5 separate regions of the Mus musculus genome follow, and all the other regions are linked to region 2. Evidence: chromatin contacts called from public Hi-C, HiChIP or PLAC-seq, Micro-C and promoter capture Hi-C data. All regions are on one chromosome and are shown on one strand. The core of a region is the stretch at or near the end of the contact, and the rest is flanking DNA. Distances in the headings are between cores, read along the strand shown.

Region 1 (3,208 bases), core at 347-2,846, 910 kb before region 2:
AATAGATGAAAACTACAATAGAACCTGAGAGAACCTGGTCAAAGTCCAAGTTAAAGTTTAGGGGGGGAAAGGTTCATTTGTTGAAAAGTCATTCAAACGGATAATGTACGAATTTTGCAAGAAATAAGGCCATAGAGTTTTCTATCCTGTTCCCCCTACTTCTCATTTTACTATTTTCTTAGTTAACATAGAAAATAATGCATTTTTAAAAAATTTCATATATGTATGAATTTTAATTTGCTCATATTCCTTCCCCTACATTGTCCTCTTTTCCTTGTTCTTCGTTCTCAGTTTCCTCTCTTGCATTCGCCAATGAAATCACTCATCTTGACATTGCCTGACTTGGTGGGTTAGTGCTCAGGGTGTAACCCCAAGGTGCAGAAAATGTCCTTTGTAGCCTTTGGCAATATCTCCCCCTTTCTTTTGTGCTTCTCTTACCTCTTTGGATTAGCAAAAGTAACACACCAAGGGGAGAAAGAAGGAAATGCAAGGAGACTGTGTTCATTCAGACCGCGTGACGCGCATGTGTGGAAATGTCACAGTGAAAGCCAATGCTTTTACATCAGTGATATATAGTACTACACTTTCAATTTTATATACATTCAATTCAATGTAGGGTATAATGTATCTATTGTCACAATGTGTATTCCAATTGCTTGTCTGACAAGGGACTGAGTATAGTATTCTAGCGTCGGAATAAAATCCACTGAAAGTTAAGAACATTTAATGCTTGCAATAATACCTAGAAAGCAACTGGTTCATAATTTTTTGCACATGTTAAATTTTATTTCTTAATGAATGAATGAACTGATTTTTGAAGAGATAAATTGAAAATACAGAAAGCGACTTTAGCAAGGGCCATTACCAACTCTTCTTTTCCCTGTCATTTTCTTTAACCTTGTATTTTTTACTTACAGGATTTTCTAGCTGAATGCTATGATGTTGAAAACCTAAGCCCGGATCATTCTTATTCTCAGATTCAGTTCTGTGATGACTTTCCTTCTTGTTCACAGCATTTTGACTTCCTAGCCTCCCTGCGTTTCCACTTCTGTGGCTTCCATACCTGCACGACTGACTGCTGATACCTGTCTCTGCTTTTCCTATCTGTTTCTGCATAGTGAAAATTCCAGATCTGCCACTTTACTGGCCCTGTGATTTTTAGATAAGTTTCCTGATTTCTTGGAACAATAATTGTGGTATAATAAAGATAGCAGTAAAATGTATGAAAACCAAAGGTATGCATGCATACATATATGAATAACGCATATACATTAACATGGCACATAATAAGTGCCCAATAATGGCAGATATTATTAATCTGAAATCAGCCTTCTGTGTTTACACTGTTGTATTCTTCCCGCCCCCACCCCCACATGCCATTAGAAATCAGATTCAGGACCTGCAGGGCATAATGTTCTACCACTGAGCTGTATGCCTAGCCAAGATGCTGCATTCTTGAGTACTATCTAGTCCTCATTTGCAGAGGTATTTTTCTCAAACAGATAACCCTAATCGATTCTCTAGCACTGTTTCTTCTCATCTCGTGACTTGTGACGTGTTGTTCTTACTTCCCCATGCCTTACCTTTGGCACAATCAGCGTGCAGCCCCTCTCTTTTCCTATAGCTTCAAGTTCTGCTCTAAGGCAGGCAGCCACTGAAACTGACACCCACAGGGTTAAACCTATTTGCTGTAGCTATCCCTCCTCCCCCTAGTCCCCCTTTTCACTGTAGGCTGGCAGCAGTCCTAGCTGCCTACTGAAGCCAAATGCTTGAGGAGAGAGAGAGTAAGGAGCCAGCCATGAATCCTTTCCAGAAAAATGAGTCCAAGGAAACGCTCTTTTCACCTGTCTCTACTGAAGAGATGCTGCCTGGACCTCCAAGCCCTCCAAAGAAGTCAACTCCGGTGAGTCCCAAAGTTCGGTTTGTCTCTGACAGTAATAGCATACGGAAGTCTTTTGAAGTTTCTCGTTGGCTGTTGGAACTTTGTGCTGAACTGTATTAGAGCAGAAAAACTACTGCTTTCATGGAATTAGAATTCACCTGAAAATTAATTCTAGACTCTTCTGTTTTGGGAAGGAAGCAACAGGGTGGGTTAGCCAGATTTTTTTTTTCAGTTGGGCCCCAGAGTTTTGCTCTGTTTCATTGCATATTCCCTGGGGGAGAAAAAGCACTTTGAATGTCCAGGGAGACTTGGCAAGCATTCCTGTCTGGAGAACTGTGTGTGATTGTTCTTTCCTTACCAATACCAAAACTCAGCCTTTAGTTTCCCTTGTGTGCAGAGCCTTCTTTTTTTGGACACCAAAAAAGCTTTAGAATAGACCCACTCTCTGTTACTAAGTGTCCCTACTTTAAAGTGGGAGGTTGGATAGAGGAACAAAGAATAATATTTTGTATTTCGTACTCGTTAAAGCACTTCCGATTGTATCGCCTTGTTCGATTCTCATATCATATTAAAATCCTCTTTGTAGAAAGGCTACAGTAATAATAACCAATTATTTGCTGAGTTCTTAGTATCAACCATGAGGTCAGTATGATTCTGATTTCCTTGAAGTAACAGAAATGAAACACAGAGCGGAGTACTGGTGTCACTTCAGTAAGGATTGCATGTTAATCCAATCAGTGAGAGTGTATGCCGCTAATGTTAAATAAACTCTATGTTACATAGTTCTCAGGATGAGAGCTGCAAAGGTAATAATTTCAACTCAGTGCATCTTTCAATCAAGTTGTTATCATGCAGTAACATGTATATAGAAAGGTGATTTATTCATATCCACATGGGTAAAAGGCAGACTAAGTTTTTTATATATAGTTTATCATATCTTGTTAAGGGTGGTTAGAGAGGTACATACCTGTGAAATAAGAGGTAATATAAATCTCATGTTAATGTTTGAATGTCTCAAAGGATAGATGATCTTTGTCCCCTTTCCACGTTAGTGGCGCTATTGTGTAGAAAGAGATTTAAAATAAAATGTGATATTTACTATTTTACATAATGCATGAAATAGCACAGTTACTCTTATGTACAGCTTGAAAATGAAAACCTTGTTGCTGGAGAGATGGCTCAGCAGTTGAGAGCACTTGCTGTTCTTTCAAAAGACCAGAGTTTGGCTCCTGGTTCCCAAGTCAGACAGCTCACAACAACCTATAACTCCAGCTCTAGGAGATCCAACATCTTTTTCTGGTCTCTGCAGGTACCCACATACTTAGG
Region 2 (3,180 bases), core at 483-2,982:
CAGAGAAATGGGACCTATCTGTAAAAAACCGTTAAAATTGCCTAGATACTCCCACCTCCAGCCCCGGTTCACGGCTTTCATTTACAATGCCTAGCTGCTGGCGCCTGGGATGTCCTGGCTGACACCACCAATATCTCCCACATCCCTCTTTGTACCAACATTTGCCCATATCGAGAACTTTTCTGTTTTCAAAAATATTTAACTCCAAGAAACAAAATATCAACTTTCTGAGCCCAAACCCCCATCCCTCACCCGGCTGCTTGACTCCTGGGTCTTCCTGTCCATTCAAAGTTTTGGAAAGATCTGGGAAAAAAAAAATTGCCAGGCGGTGGTGGCACATGCCTTTAATCCCAGCACCACTGGGAGGCAGAGGCAGTTCGAGGCCAGCCTGGTCTACAAAGTGAGTTCCAGGACAGCCAGGGCTATACAGAGAAACCCTGTCTAGAAAAAAAAAAAAAAAAGGGGGGGGGGAGGGGGGAAGCTCTGAGTGCTGCCTCGGCTTCCTTCCTTTTTTTCAGACCTCGGTCCTCTTCAGACTCCCCATCGTCCCTGTTCTCCATCAGATAGTGTTACCAGGGGCCCCGAGGGGGTCACCATACTCTAGCCCTGGACCGGCAAAGCCTGCTTTAATGCGTATCCCAAATATTCGCTCATCACGCGTTAAGGATATACAGATTCCCAGTCTCTTCTTATCCCGGTCACAGTAGGCGCACCTCACTCCTGTTGCTTGGACCACTCCTGGATGAACTGTTCATATCTTTCGGCCAATCTTGTCTCCAAAGGCAGCTTAGAGGCCATCACGTTCTTCCTAGGAGGGGGAATGGGGGAGGCGGGTGTCGGAGCCCCAAGAGCCCTAGACCAGTAGCGGGACCAGAGCCCTCTCCTGAGCACCCAGGTCAGCCTGGCTTTCTCTCACTCCTGTCGAACTCAGCCACCATGCAGCAGCCTAAGTTATTTTGTGTAAGTGAACCACAAAGCCCCAGAGACCCACCATCTAAGGTCATTTCTTAGTAGTTCTTAGGCTCTCGGGTAGCACGTCCCTTGCCCAGAAGTGCTACCTGATCTTTCCATAATTGGGCTGGGAGCCCATGCTCTTCTGCTCCAACACCTGTGTATTTCTCCCTAGAGTTGTCGACCGTCTCCTGTGTCCCCATACCTGTGTCCCTCCGTTGAACACCCAGAAAGCATGGACGCCAGCACGCGTTCCTCAATACTGGGAGTTTGTAAACACAAAGTATGCACAGATGAGAAAACAGAATTCTGAAGCAGGAAAGTCAGGTCAGATGCCCTCGGGTGGTCCCCCAAGTGAGCAGGGAGCATCCTGAGAGGATCGTTTTCCTTCTCTTATACAGCGTGGGTTTTCAGGTATGCAGAAACTATCCTAGTGATGGAGCAGGGCTCAGCTGTAGCTCAGGTGGAGTGCGGGCGGGGCCCAGCTCTGGAGCTGCTAAGGAGGTGGCCTGGAGGCTAGAGCTCGGGTGGAGGATTGACTGGCTTCTGTTGAGAGCAGGAGAACAAAGTGCCTGGGGGTGGGTGGGTGGTAGCTCTGTGTGTGTGTGTGTGTGTGTGTGTGTTGTTGTTGTTGTTGTTGTTGTTGTTGTTGTTGTTGCACTATTCCAATCCTGGGATAGCGAGGTGAAGATAGAAACTAAGGACGGGGAGGGATTTCCAGGAAATGAAAGCGAAAGAAGTTATCTCAATGTTAAAACTCTGAGCAGTTTTGGACGACCCAGCAGTCGCCGCTTCCTAGTTCAGTCAGGATGGCAGCGTCGGGTTCCTTCCCGCTGCTGGTCGAGGGCTCTTGGGGCCCCGACCCCCCAAAGAACTTGATCAACAAGTTGCAAGTGTACTTCCAGAGCCGGAAGAAATCCGGAGGAGGGGAGTGCGAGGTCGTCCCGGAGCCGGGGAACCCAGCACGCTTCCGGGTGCTCTTCTCCCCGGAGGATGGTGAGGGGCGCGAAGGTCGGGGAGGGTCGCCTCGCGCGGGGTTTGGGACCATGGGTGCCAGGTCTAGCCCTCGGCTGCAGCTCGTTCGGTGCGGGAGATCCTGGAGGCAGAATCTGCGTGGCGAGCGCAACCGGGAGTGGCGTTCCCCTTGCTTTCCCAGTCGCTCCCTGAAGCAATCTGTGGACCTTCCCGTGTTCGTTTGTTTGTTGTTTGGTTGTGAGCCTAGCCTTTCACGGCTGAGCCATCTCTCCAGCCCTTGTTTGTTGTTTTAACTGTCCTGTTTTTATTATTCAGGTGGGGCAGGAAAAGAATTAAGAAACGGGAGGAGTCCAGGGTCCGCTAGCACCGCAGGGTTCTTAGGGAGATGAGCTTGAGAAGTGAAAAGCCCTAGAGCTCTTGTGCCTCAGTGGAGGAGGGAGGGACAGGGCAGGGGTGGGTAATGGGTGGTGGTGTCTTGTTCCTACCTCGTCCTTCAGCCCCAAGATGATCTGAGGTGGCTGTAAGCTTGGAACCCAGGTTGGGATAGGGACTGGGGGTGTTCCCTCATCTCTGGAAGGTTCCTGAACAGTTAAGCAGTTGAATGTTCCCCACCTCTATTGGCCTTCTGCAAAGGAGGCCCAGCCTTCATTTCTCGCTCAGGTGGGTGAATGGAAGTCCCAGATCTGTGACTTCTGGAAAGCCACCATGTGTTAATATCAGAGATTTTGCAGACCAGGGTCATCCTCAGAGTGCAGGATGGAGGGAACATTTGGGCCAGAGGAGAGGAAAGGAGGCTGAGGAGACCGGGCAGTGGGCAAGGTAACAGCCCAGCAAAGACCCAAGAAGGAAAAAAAAAAAAAAAAATGAAAACAAGAGAAAGGTGTAACACAGGGTTTCAGGAAGCCTGGGTAGGAGGGCACAAGAGACCTGCTTAGCTCTGATCCCTTCCGGAAAACACAGGTTTGATTTCACAAGGGAGCCCTCAATGGGCAGCTAGCTAGTAAAGTGAGAATCTCATTTTTCACTTTTCCTAGATCAGTGATTCTCAACCTTCCTAATGCTGCAGACCTTTAACACAGTTCCTCAGGTTGAGGTGACCCCAACCACAAAATTATTTTTGTTGCTACTTCATAACTGTAATTTTGCTTACTATTATGAACCAGAACCTAATCCCCAGGAAAAGATCATTAGATCCTAAGGGGTTGTGACCCACAGGTTGAGAACCACAGTAGAGGGGTCCCAGTTTGATTCCAG
Region 3 (3,439 bases), core at 123-2,622, 720 kb after region 2:
GGGGCGTGGGGGTAGCCATTGGCGCGGGAATCGGCTTCTCCCCAAGCGGCGCGATGCTCCGGGCCTCCCCGGGGCGCTGGCGACGCCGCTGTCTGTGCAGCGTAGCCCGGGGGGCTCACGCTTTTGGAGCCGGACATCCCCCCCTCGGCCTCGTCGTCTTCTTCCTCTTCCCCCGGGGGCCGGGCCGGGGGTCTCCAAGGAGAGGGCGGACAGCCAAGCAGGGGGACCAGGCTAGGGTCACACGTCGAGGGAGGCCCGGGGCCCTGCGCAGCAGCGGGACATCGTGGCACCCCCGTCCTGAGCGGTGGAGGACAACGGGAAGGCTAGCGGGGAGACAGCGCAGCCCCGAGGTGAGAAGTAGCTACGAATTAGAGTCCAGAGTCCCAGGTCCGAGACGGAGTTGGCTCCGAGCGGTGGCAGTGGGGACAGCTCTGACTGCTGCGCCGGACGCAGAGATGTCCGGACTCCTGGCTCGCGTCGAGCTCAGGCTGGGAGTTGAGGAGCAGGCGGGACGGAGAGGTGTCCTTGCGGGCGGCGCCTCTCCGAAGCTGGCAGTTCCCGGGCGCGGCGCTCGTGGCTTTTGCCTAAGCCGAGAGCAGCGACTCTCCCAGCAAGGTGGCGGCGAGGGCGGCTCGGCAGGGGTCCCGGCACGGAGACGCAGCGGGTGCCCTTTGCTCGCAGCGCACTGGGAGCGACTGGGAGGTGCAGGCTCCTGCCAGCATTATTTTCTTACGAGGGGTGGGGAGGTGGGATGGGGGGTGGAGAGGACGGGGGAGGGGGCGGCGGGCGGAGCAAGAGCTCCGGAGCCCCGGGGAGGAGGGTCCTGGAGCCCGGGGGGGCCGTCGCCCGCATCCCCCACCTCCGGAGGCGCGAGTGGGAGCGTGGCCCCCGCGAAAGGCGAACAGAGCCTCCGGCGTGCCCGCGCAGGGGGCGGGGGCGAGGACCGGCTCCTGCGGTGCGGCCCTTCCCCTCTCGTCTCCTCCTGTCCCCCAGACCCAGCAGGCCGGCCCGTTCCGGCAGGTCCCGAGGGTTGAGTCGCTAGCTCCGCAAGCCCTGGGTTCCTCGTTGCCGGCGGCTGGCCCACCGTAGCCGAGCGCAGAACCACTACGCGGAGGGCGGAATCCGGCGCAGCGCCGCCGCCGTTCTGCCCCAACGCAGGCGGGCTTCTCCCGGGGACCACGGCATCCAGCGATGGAGGGCTGCGGCTCAACAGCAGCCGGCCGATAAGGGCCGGCCGAAGAGCCGCGGCGCCCCGGGGGCGCTCCCGAGGGGCCCGAGGGAGCCCGGCTCCGGGCGCGCCATGCACGCCTCGGGCCCTGCGCCGCTCCGGCCGCTCGCGCCGCTCCTCCCTTCTCGCCCGCTCGCCGCCGCCGCCGCCGGAGCGCCCTCCGCATCCCCTCCTCCCGCCGCCTCCCCGCCCCCCGCGCCGCTCGGGCCTCGGCTCACAGCGGCGTGCGGCCGCCTCCGCCCTCTGCCCTGCCGCCGCCCGCGTCCTGGCCCCGGCACCCCGCGAACATACTCAAGCCGGGCCCGGGAGCCGCAGGGACCCCCGCTCCCCTTCCTCACCTATATTTTCACTGCGCCCCTCCCTCCCTGGTGCCTGGAGCCGGGTCAACGGGCGGATCCCTCGTCGGACCTGGGTAGCGGGCAATCCACCCCCGATCGGGTCCTGCGACCCCAGTCCTATCTCCCCTCTTTTTATTACCCTTTTCTCCCCCACCCCCATTCAGCCCAACTTCAGCTACGGTGCTGCTCCCCCCTTCTCTGGTCCGGCTCTATTGGCCGCTTCCAGAGCTGTCAGACTCGAGTCCGGCGCTCTTATTGGGCGATTCTGTGGCCCGGCGACGGTGCCAACGGAGGGCGCGCCGGGTGGGGGGCGCCCCGACCGCTACTGCCGCAGGGAACTGGAGACAGAGTCCCTAGAGAGGACGGAGGGACCCAGAGCCAGACCCGGAAATGAACTAGGGAGATGCAGAGACTGAGGATGTCTGGGGCACAGAAAGACAGCGATGGAAAAGATGGAGTTGCTAGCAGTGGGTGAGGCCGATGCAGCCAGGGTGGGGCGAGCAGGACCACTTTGGAGCATAGTTACTAAGAGGAAACACCACTGACAGCTGTGGGAACACCTGGCGTTTATAAGGAGCCCTTTGCCTGTTCATGTGTTTTAAATCCCATGTGGTTCTAGTAACAGCCATGGGCTCGGATGGGGGACAGGGCCTGTGTAGCTATTTCCTATTTGCAAATGTGGAAACTGAGGCTCTAAGAACTTAGCCAACTTGGAATACACCACACAGGTCTCCTAACCCACAATCCAAAGATCTTTTCTTCAGTGCTACGCTGGCTTCCACACCTACCCAGATGCTCCCACAGGCAAGCTAGTCTCCTTGCCAGTCAGGGAAGCAAAAATGACCCTTCTGGGAACTCCTGAATAAAGGCAAGGGTAGACAAGAGTAGACAGCTGAGTAGAAGATCTGGGTCTGTCTGCCTCTTCAGCTCCCTTGACCCCCTAAGCTGTCCTAACCGGAGTTCTGGCAGTTTTGCTTGGGGAGGGTGACTTGTATGCTGTCAGCCCCTTCATCCTTCTGCCGTCCTCCAAAGTTGACAAGAAGCCTAGAGGTCCACATCCTCCTCCACTGCTCATCTCCTTGGCAACTGAAGATAAACCTTGCCAGAGCTGCAAACCGGGAGGAGAGAAAAAAAGAATTCCAAGGGATCTGCGTAAACGGGATCTTGAGTAATCCTCCAGCCTTTGAGTAATCTATGGTTGGCTAAGTAGTAAAAGCAACACGAACCTAGCCAGCCAAACCCTATCGCGCTGGAAACTTGCAAAGCATTGTACCGGGCTGGATGCTACCAGGAAAAGACAGCAAACTGGGTCTGGAACTCGTGTAATCAGGGAGGGAGCAAAGCTGGCCAGCCCCTCTGGCTCAGCCACACTCACTAGGCAACAGGATTCCAAGAGCCTGTCAGTGTACGGCAAAAACCATTGTTTCCCTCTGTGAGTACCAAATCGATTCTGGGGGTGCAATCTAGGTCCAGCAGGGAAAGAAGATGGGCAATATTTGTTAAGCTTCTTGGTACTGTAGGGATATTCTATTGTCAGTGTCAAACACCAATAAGAGAACAGATTTAGTTGTGATCTTAATTGGTTTTTCTTTGTGATTTGGGAATCAAGCAACAGCTCGTTCTGGGTAATAGACTGAGTGATCTGATGAGCTACACAGAAGCGCTTCAGCTTTCTAGACAGAAAATGGCTGAAGAGGCAGAATCGGAACAAAGAGGGCATAGCTCATTTCAAAGAAGGTGAAACCGGAGTGGGACTTCCTTATCTTGTCAAGGCTGGCACGTTTGGGAAGTTCACACCTGCATAGTCTCTCTCTGTCCCCCTAGGGAAGGTCAGATGATTAACAATGTGGCCTGCTGGGACTTGAGTCTGGTG
Region 4 (3,025 bases), core at 28-2,527, 820 kb before region 2:
AAGTTGAAAGCCAGCCTGCCACAGGAATGCTGCCTTTTCTCGGTTCCCTACCCTTTTGCAACCCTCCCTCCTTTTATTCCCAACATTAAGCTCTGGTAGACTCTAGTTTCCGTGAGATTTGATTACATCTGAGCAACTCTCTAGCTCATAGAAAGGGCATTCTGCCTCCATTTTCATATTACATCTGCCTGGACGAACCATTGAAGCTTCCAATTGGTCGGCGAGCAAACTGATATTCCCAAAGGGGAGCAAGTGGGAAGTGAGTCGGAATAAAACTGGGTGGACCGTCCAAAGGAAATGAAAATTCTTGTTTGCAGAGTCACAGCTACAGGCTAATGTGAACAGAGCCCAGAGAGCCTTCCCTTCTCTCTCCTTTCCTATTCGGCCTCACTCACAGACAAGACCTTTTGCCCTGTTTCCAAGAGGTACCTTAAGACATTCAGATTCTGAGTGAGACCCTTAGTGTGGAGGTAGAAAGAAAGGTGCAGGGCAGCCGGACGGGCTGATAAAGAGGAGGTGGACGCAAAAAGGAGGAAAATATCAAATGACAGGTACTAGCGGATGGCCTGTAAGAGACTCAAATTTATGCCCAACACTCCTTCATACACTACCGACGCAATCTAACTTGTCAGGAAAGAATAAATGTACTCTGGGCCAAAATGGTTGTCGTCGCATCTACACTCTGAAAGCAAGTTTGACACGGGGTAAAGGACAGGGAAAGGGGTATTAAGAAGTTGAAGAATGGTGATTTCGCCTGTATAGATTCGGTTTTAGGCATCAAGCATCTAACAACACCTGTTGGGGCGTAAATCCAAAGGCTGGGGTTTCTTTTTGATTGCATGTTTCCGAAGGCCCTGGGCTAATAAAGGAAGAAAACAACAGGTTCCCACTGGCCGACTCTCGATCCGGCCCCTGCACCTCCCGGTGCCAGGAGCTACCCAAGTGCACCGCCCCGCGGGTGGCCGGCTCTGCAGGGCCAGGCAAATGGCTTCCTGTCTCGTGTGGCCCCGGATGGGACTCCCCCTTTTTTCAGGGCTCACCTGCTGGGAGCCAGGTGAAGAGGAGCAGGCCAGCAGCGAGCAATCCGCAGCCCATGCTGGCCCCCTCGCTGGCTACAGAGGCTCAAGGGCCCCGGAGAGGCGAGTCTTTCTTCATCAGCCGCCGGCCAGGACACGCATCTCCGAGGAGCCCGTAGGTCGAACTATGCGACGGGAGCGTCCCCTCTGGCCCCCACAGGTACGGCCCAGCCCACCGGTACCTGAGGCTCTCTGAGCTCCGCCCCAGCCCAGGGCTGTCTCGGTTTCCTGCTCCGCCCCGGCTTGGGGACCGCAAGCCTCCGCCCTACCTGTCACAGGCTGCCAGGTGACCCATCTCCGCAGGAAACAGAGCCTCTAGCCGTCTCCGTCTGCGCGCGCGGAGGAACTTGTCACTGGCTCCCCTAATTTCTAAGTCACCCTCACCCCTTGCAATTCTTTCCTGGTTCTAGAATTACGTGGCTGCAACTTCTTAGGGAGTAGTATTTCTCGTTGATGCACCTCTCTGTCTCTCTGTCTCTCTCTGTCTCTCTGTCTCTCTCTCCCTCCCCCTCTGTCTCTCTCTCTCTCTCTCTCCCCCTCCCTTTCACACACACACACACACACACACACACACACACACACACACACACACACTGAAAATACACTTCTGTACACTTCTGATGTTTATACCTAATGTCTTCTTGTCTTTCTTTATTCAAACTAAAGATTCTAAAAAGTAGAGCAGGAACCAGAGACCGCAAATTTATTTTTCCACGCTTATAAAATGAACACATGCTCACAGGAAAATAGGGAAAGTGTAATGGAGAAAGAAAGACCCTCTCTCACTGTACATAGATTCGGTTAGTGGTGATGTATTTTTTCCTTAGGTTTTCCACCCATCTTTCCTCGTAGCTCAGCAACCATGCACAGATCTCAGATAGCTCAAGACCAAGGTTTAGACCTTTGACCCAGTGAGGACAACTAGTTCTCTTAGCCACCATACCCAGTCTTTAGTGTTCCTTGGCAGGAAGTGAGTAGGGCCATGGGAATTTATAACTACTAAAAGAAAGGGGAGAAAGGCAAAGTGGCCTTATCAAACCAATCAAGACATTAACTTGGAAAGTCACGCATATTCTGGGCAATGTAAATAGATAGCAAGGCAGTTTACACACTCTTTCCTTATAGGGATTTTCATTGTCTGCTATATTCTCCTGTAAGAAGATTGTTCCTCCTTTCACCTCTCCCACCTCCAGCCTCCCCTGCCCATCACCTGCTTCAAGAATAGCATTATAAAGTGCTATTAAACAGAGCTCAGGAGGCCTCCACCCTGGTCACTGAACAGGATGCAGCTATTATTTCTCAAGAGCACCTACCTCTCTTGTCTTGCTAGGCTTTCAAGGACACTCTCTTCACTGTTGCTGCTAGTGTTCTCTATCCCCTTCCTAGCCAATGAAGCAGGCTTGTCCTAGATCTGTAGAAACACACACACACACACACACACACACACACACACACACACACACACACACACGCTTCTGGGTTAGTCCTCTGGTCCCCTCAATGGGCCTCTTCACTTTAAATATTTTTCCTATAGTCTCTTTACTTCCAGAAAATAGGAAGTAAATTCAGGAAGTATGTGGCCAAAGGCAGGTTATGAAGAGTGTGTAGGAGCCACTCTGGCTCTTTCAGGGTAGAAAACATCATGGCAGCAGGAGGAGGCATTACTTTGCAGGGTGTGTGGGGGGGGGTGTGGGGGTCTTGTTCCATACTCTCCAGAGACCCTGCATATGTTCCTAGGAACACTAGTCATGTCAGATGTCTGTGACAGGAAGGGATTTAGGGATTGTGTGGCTTCTGGGTTTTGGCACTGTCCTCAGTAATTTTCAACCCCAGTCTAAAGTACTCTAGTTCTCCTCTTAGCTCACCTACCTCCTAAACCTCTCAGGCCTTACTTTGGTAGAAGGACATTTTAGTGCTCATCTAAGCAAGCATTTCTCCATTTTCTTTCC
Region 5 (3,345 bases), core at 544-3,043, 850 kb before region 2:
TCACCGAGCCTCTTCATAACAGTAAAGCTATAAAGGCAACAAGCTACACCCTTCAAATGAACTAATCTGCAAACTCAGCTTTGGTCCTGGGCCTATGGGCAGTATCAGACTATAAAAAGAAGGTTTAATGCAATTCAGTGATATATCTAGAAACCAGACTCAGACCCCAGTCAATGGGGGATTTTAAAATTATTTTAGACAAAATCTTTCAAAGACAACTTTATAAATGAAAATGGTAGTAGAATGACTTCTTGTGCACATCTTGATGATTTTAAAAAAAAAGTACTGATGCTCGGGAAAATTTAGGAAGCCGTAGTCACTAGAAAGTGTTATGGATCTCAACTTCTGTCTAAGGAAACTGTGGGTTACCAAAAAGGCTTGAGAACCAGAGGACTGTGTTCAAACACGGGCTTCTTTTTCTATTGCTCTGTGCTTTGCCCTTGTTCTTCAACCTTTCTGAGCCTTGTGAGGACCAAATGAATCAGGACTGGCTCAGTGTCTAGAGCGTGTCTTGTACCCTTCCCTTAGATTCTAAGGCTTAGAAGGGCTGCATACTTTAACTGGAGGGAAATAAAGAAAAGGGAAAAAAAGTAACTTAGAGGAAAGTGGGGCTCAGATGTTGAGCCAAAAACTTGAAAATCATATATTTTTTTCTGCTAAAAAGAAGAGGCATACTTAGTCACTACATGAGAAAGGGGGGGAGAGAGGGGCAGGGGTACTGTAGACATGTATCCTCCAGTGTTTCCCCTTTAGAGTGCTAAATAATGACTGGCATCTTCAAGGTTCACAGCACTCTAAAGTTTTACTCATTAAGTGGGATGCCCAGGTCTGTTTTCATTAGTCTGATGAGCCTTCCCCGGCACACCAGGAAGCCCTCATCCTCTCACACAGCACAGTTGCTGCTCACTTAAACATTCACAACTCCTCTTGCCTGTTTCTAACTGGGCCTGTGAGAAAAAAGGTTGCCAAGTCAACATCCAGTCCTGCAGCTGAGACCGGAGGACCAGCTCCCCACCACGGGGTTGGGGGTGGGGTGCTTAGTCATTCTGAGCCTTAGTTCTTTACTGTCCTTACCAGCAGAGCCCTCCTGACCTGCCTCCAAGGGCAGAGAACATGGCTAAAGTCACACACGCTGGGGCAGAGAAGATCCAGTGCAAGCTCTGGGCCTCTTCTGTACCCTGCACTGACTAGGCCCTTTCATTCTAAGAAAAAGTAGTACCTCAGCCTGCCGGGACAGTTATGCAGGACTAGGAAAACCCTGCTGGGCCTGTGTCAGCTGAGGAGCCTCTCTGATCCTGCCCGACCCTCCACAGGATGCCCCAGGCTCACCAAGCGCCTCTCCACATTCCCTTTTTTCCTGTTGTTCTTGCCTGGAGTCACATCCAGTGAGCGGTAGCTGGGCGGCTTCTCCTCAGGCCAGTTTGGAGACTGTGAGCGGCGGCGGCGGTGATGGTGACGTCGCTGGGCACCCCAGTTCCTGGGCAGCGACTCTTTCTCCTCTTCAGAGCTCCAAGAGCTGGGGCCCGAGGGTAGAGGAGGCGAGTAGCTGCGATGCCTGCGTCTCTCACGTCTCTGGGCGCCTTCCCTGGGCTCTGGTCGTCTGGGGGGCCAAGGAGCCTCACTGGATGAGGGACATTCGCTCAGGCTGTCCCAGTCTGACCAAGGCATGGATGACTCGCTGGGCCTAGAGCGGTGGTGTCTCCCACTCCAATGGGGGTCCAGCTCCCCTCTCCCCGGGGCCCAGGGTCTCATCCCCTGGTCCTGGAGCTCTCGGAGGAAATCGGAGTGATGGCGCTGCCTCGGGCGCTCACTCAGATCGCAGTGTCTGGAAGAAACAGCATTGAGCCGCTGCTGGTGTGAGGGGTTGCTGGTCCTGGAGGACGGTGGGTCTCTGATTAGTGGGGGCAGGTGGATGACTCTGCGTTCCACAACCTCTGCGGAGCCCAGGGAGGAGAGCATGCTGCAAGGGTGGCCAGATTTGGCTCTGAGATCCGCAGGCAGAGGTTGGGCTGGGTTGAGGTTCCGCAATTCTTTCTCCAAATATTCCAGGACACCATTAGCCACCGGAGGGTGAGCAGCCATCTGGGTCATTGGCATCTGTGGAAGGCTGGACTGTAAGGACAGATCTGAATGGAAACAAGGATGGAGCACACTGAACTGCTGGTCCCAAATACCCTCCTAGGAACCAGGGCATCAAAATGTCACGTTAGTAAGCAGGATTGCACTCCCTCCCACCCTCCATCGAAAGACACCCGGTTAGTGCGCATGCTTCTTGGCAGACGGCACCTCTGCCCTCACCCTCTGCCCTCCCCGTCCCATGACTTTCTGGCAAAGTTTACCTCGCTGCAGCAGCGGGTTCATTGCATAAGATGAAACTTGGGAGCTCCTGTCCGCCCCCCAGTACAGGGGTTTTTCCATCATCTGAGGACCTAGGGCCTGAACCTGCTTCATGTAGCGGTGGCGGGCCAGGGCTGCAAGGGAAGAAGGAGAAACGCAGACCCTTAGCCAGCCGGAGTCCCACACCTCCTACTTGGTCTGTGCTTCCAGCTTCTCGCCTTGGAGCCCGTTCTTACCTATCTTGCAGGGAAACAAGAGTTTAGGGGCTGTATCTTTAGCAAGGAGCTGTGTTTCCTTGTTATAGACCCCATCTCTCACACCCCAGGAAAGTTTACTTTAAAACTTTAAAACAACAACAACATTCTAGCCTCAAAACATGTCCTCATGTTACTAGCTCTCCACATCACCCAAAGGGCATAGGCTGTCAATCAAACTTCAGGTCACACAGAAATACCCCACATAGTAAGGCTTAGAGGAGGCTATGAACCAGCCTGGCAGCTCTTGAGCCTGCAGGGCAAACTCAGGGCCATCTGTTCTGAGGGGATGAACACAACTGTGGTGTATCCCTTAAGCATGTTTCTAACTGGAATACCAGCCCCGGGTGGGGGAAAAACAAAACAAAACAAAACAAAACAAAAAAACAAAAAAACAAACCAACCAACCAACCAAACAAACAAAAAAACCTCATGGGACGAGGGCCAGAGACACACAAAGCTGAAGTGAGTTAAAGCGGATCCTTTCTATTCTTCTCCTTAACTAGCTGCTGGGGTTCCCCCCAGTTAGGGGTGGGCCAGGCAAATAACAGGGCAATACTCCCTTCCTGGGGGGACGGGCCAAAAAAGCAGCACAAAGGGTCTCTGCAATGTCATTTCAGTCCCCTAGGTGCAGCTGTGCTGAAGCACACAATCTGCAGAGAATGCAATTAAAATTTTGCTCTTGGTCCTGAGTTTCCATTTTGAAACTCAGGTGATTGTGGCTAAGTACCATTTGACTCCCAAAGACTCTGCC

Evidence for each region. Promoter capture Hi-C pulls out the DNA fragments that hold promoters and counts their contacts. A called contact is a pair of places that touch in the nucleus more often than the background predicts. HiChIP or PLAC-seq counts read pairs in DNA pulled down with a chosen protein or histone mark.
Region 1: a promoter capture Hi-C map of embryonic stem cells shows a contact between it and region 2, with 5 read pairs. The contact joins the promoter of Slc15a2 here to the promoter of Parp14 in region 2. A contact is called at or near these places in 6 of 39 promoter capture datasets (the 3T3-L1 cell line, cranial neural crest, embryonic stem cells and 2 more), 2 of 115 datasets of contacts at active chromatin or transcription factors (embryonic stem cells and large pre-B cells) and 1 of 9 other capture datasets (embryonic stem cells).
Region 3: a Micro-C map of embryonic stem cells shows a contact between it and region 2, with 2.4 times the contacts expected there. The contact joins the promoter of Adcy5 here to the promoter of Parp14 in region 2. A contact is called at or near these places in 1 of 39 promoter capture datasets (hippocampal neurons) and 2 of 484 Hi-C or Micro-C datasets (both in embryonic stem cells).
Region 4: an H3K4me3 HiChIP or PLAC-seq map of pro-B cells shows a contact between it and region 2, with 5 times the contacts expected there. The contact joins the promoter of Ildr1 here to the promoter of Parp14 in region 2. A contact is called at or near these places in 4 of 39 promoter capture datasets (hippocampal neurons, neural stem cells, pre-B cells and 1 more), 4 of 115 datasets of contacts at active chromatin or transcription factors (bone marrow-derived dendritic cells, embryonic stem cells, large pre-B cells and 1 more) and 1 of 9 other capture datasets (embryonic stem cells).
Region 5: a Hi-C map of embryonic stem cells shows a contact between it and region 2, with 2.5 times the contacts expected there. The contact joins the enhancer-like site here to the promoter of Parp14 in region 2. A contact is called at or near these places in 3 of 39 promoter capture datasets (embryonic stem cells, hippocampal neurons and pre-B cells), 1 of 15 datasets of contacts at CTCF or cohesin (large pre-B cells), 1 of 484 Hi-C or Micro-C datasets (embryonic stem cells), 3 of 115 datasets of contacts at active chromatin or transcription factors (bone marrow-derived dendritic cells, large pre-B cells and stem cell-derived neural progenitor cells) and 1 of 9 other capture datasets (liver).

The regions. Positions count from the first base shown.
Region 1 is chr16:36,783,350-36,786,557 of GRCm38.p6, reverse strand. Slc15a2 (solute carrier family 15 (H+/peptide transporter), member 2) reads left to right here and starts at 1,596. Exons shown (of 22, transcript NM_021301.3): 1 at 1,596-1,903. The coding sequence starts at 1,766.
Region 2 is chr16:35,869,934-35,873,113 of GRCm38.p6, reverse strand. Parp14 (poly (ADP-ribose) polymerase family, member 14) reads left to right here and starts at 1,732. Exons shown (of 17, transcript NM_001039530.3): 1 at 1,732-1,947. The coding sequence starts at 1,761.
Region 3 is chr16:35,152,797-35,156,235 of GRCm38.p6, reverse strand. Adcy5 (adenylate cyclase 5) reads right to left here and starts at 1,372. Exons shown (of 21, transcript NM_001012765.5): 1 at 1-1,372. The coding sequence starts at 137.
Region 4 is chr16:36,692,230-36,695,254 of GRCm38.p6, reverse strand. Ildr1 (immunoglobulin-like domain containing receptor 1) reads right to left here and starts at 1,277. Exons shown (of 8, transcript NM_001285788.1): 1 at 1,041-1,277. The coding sequence starts at 1,095.
Region 5 is chr16:36,720,664-36,724,008 of GRCm38.p6, reverse strand. It overlaps Ildr1 (immunoglobulin-like domain containing receptor 1), which reads right to left. Exons shown (of 8, transcript NM_001285788.1): 6 at 2,340-2,471; 7 at 1,330-2,126. Among named protein-coding and RNA genes, the nearest start is that of Ildr1, 28 kb to the right of the region's middle. Within about 2 kb of position 1,793, at least 20 of the 459 cell types and tissues checked have an H3K27ac peak or open chromatin away from gene starts, as enhancers often do. A contact at or near this core is called in embryonic stem cells, where this site is marked.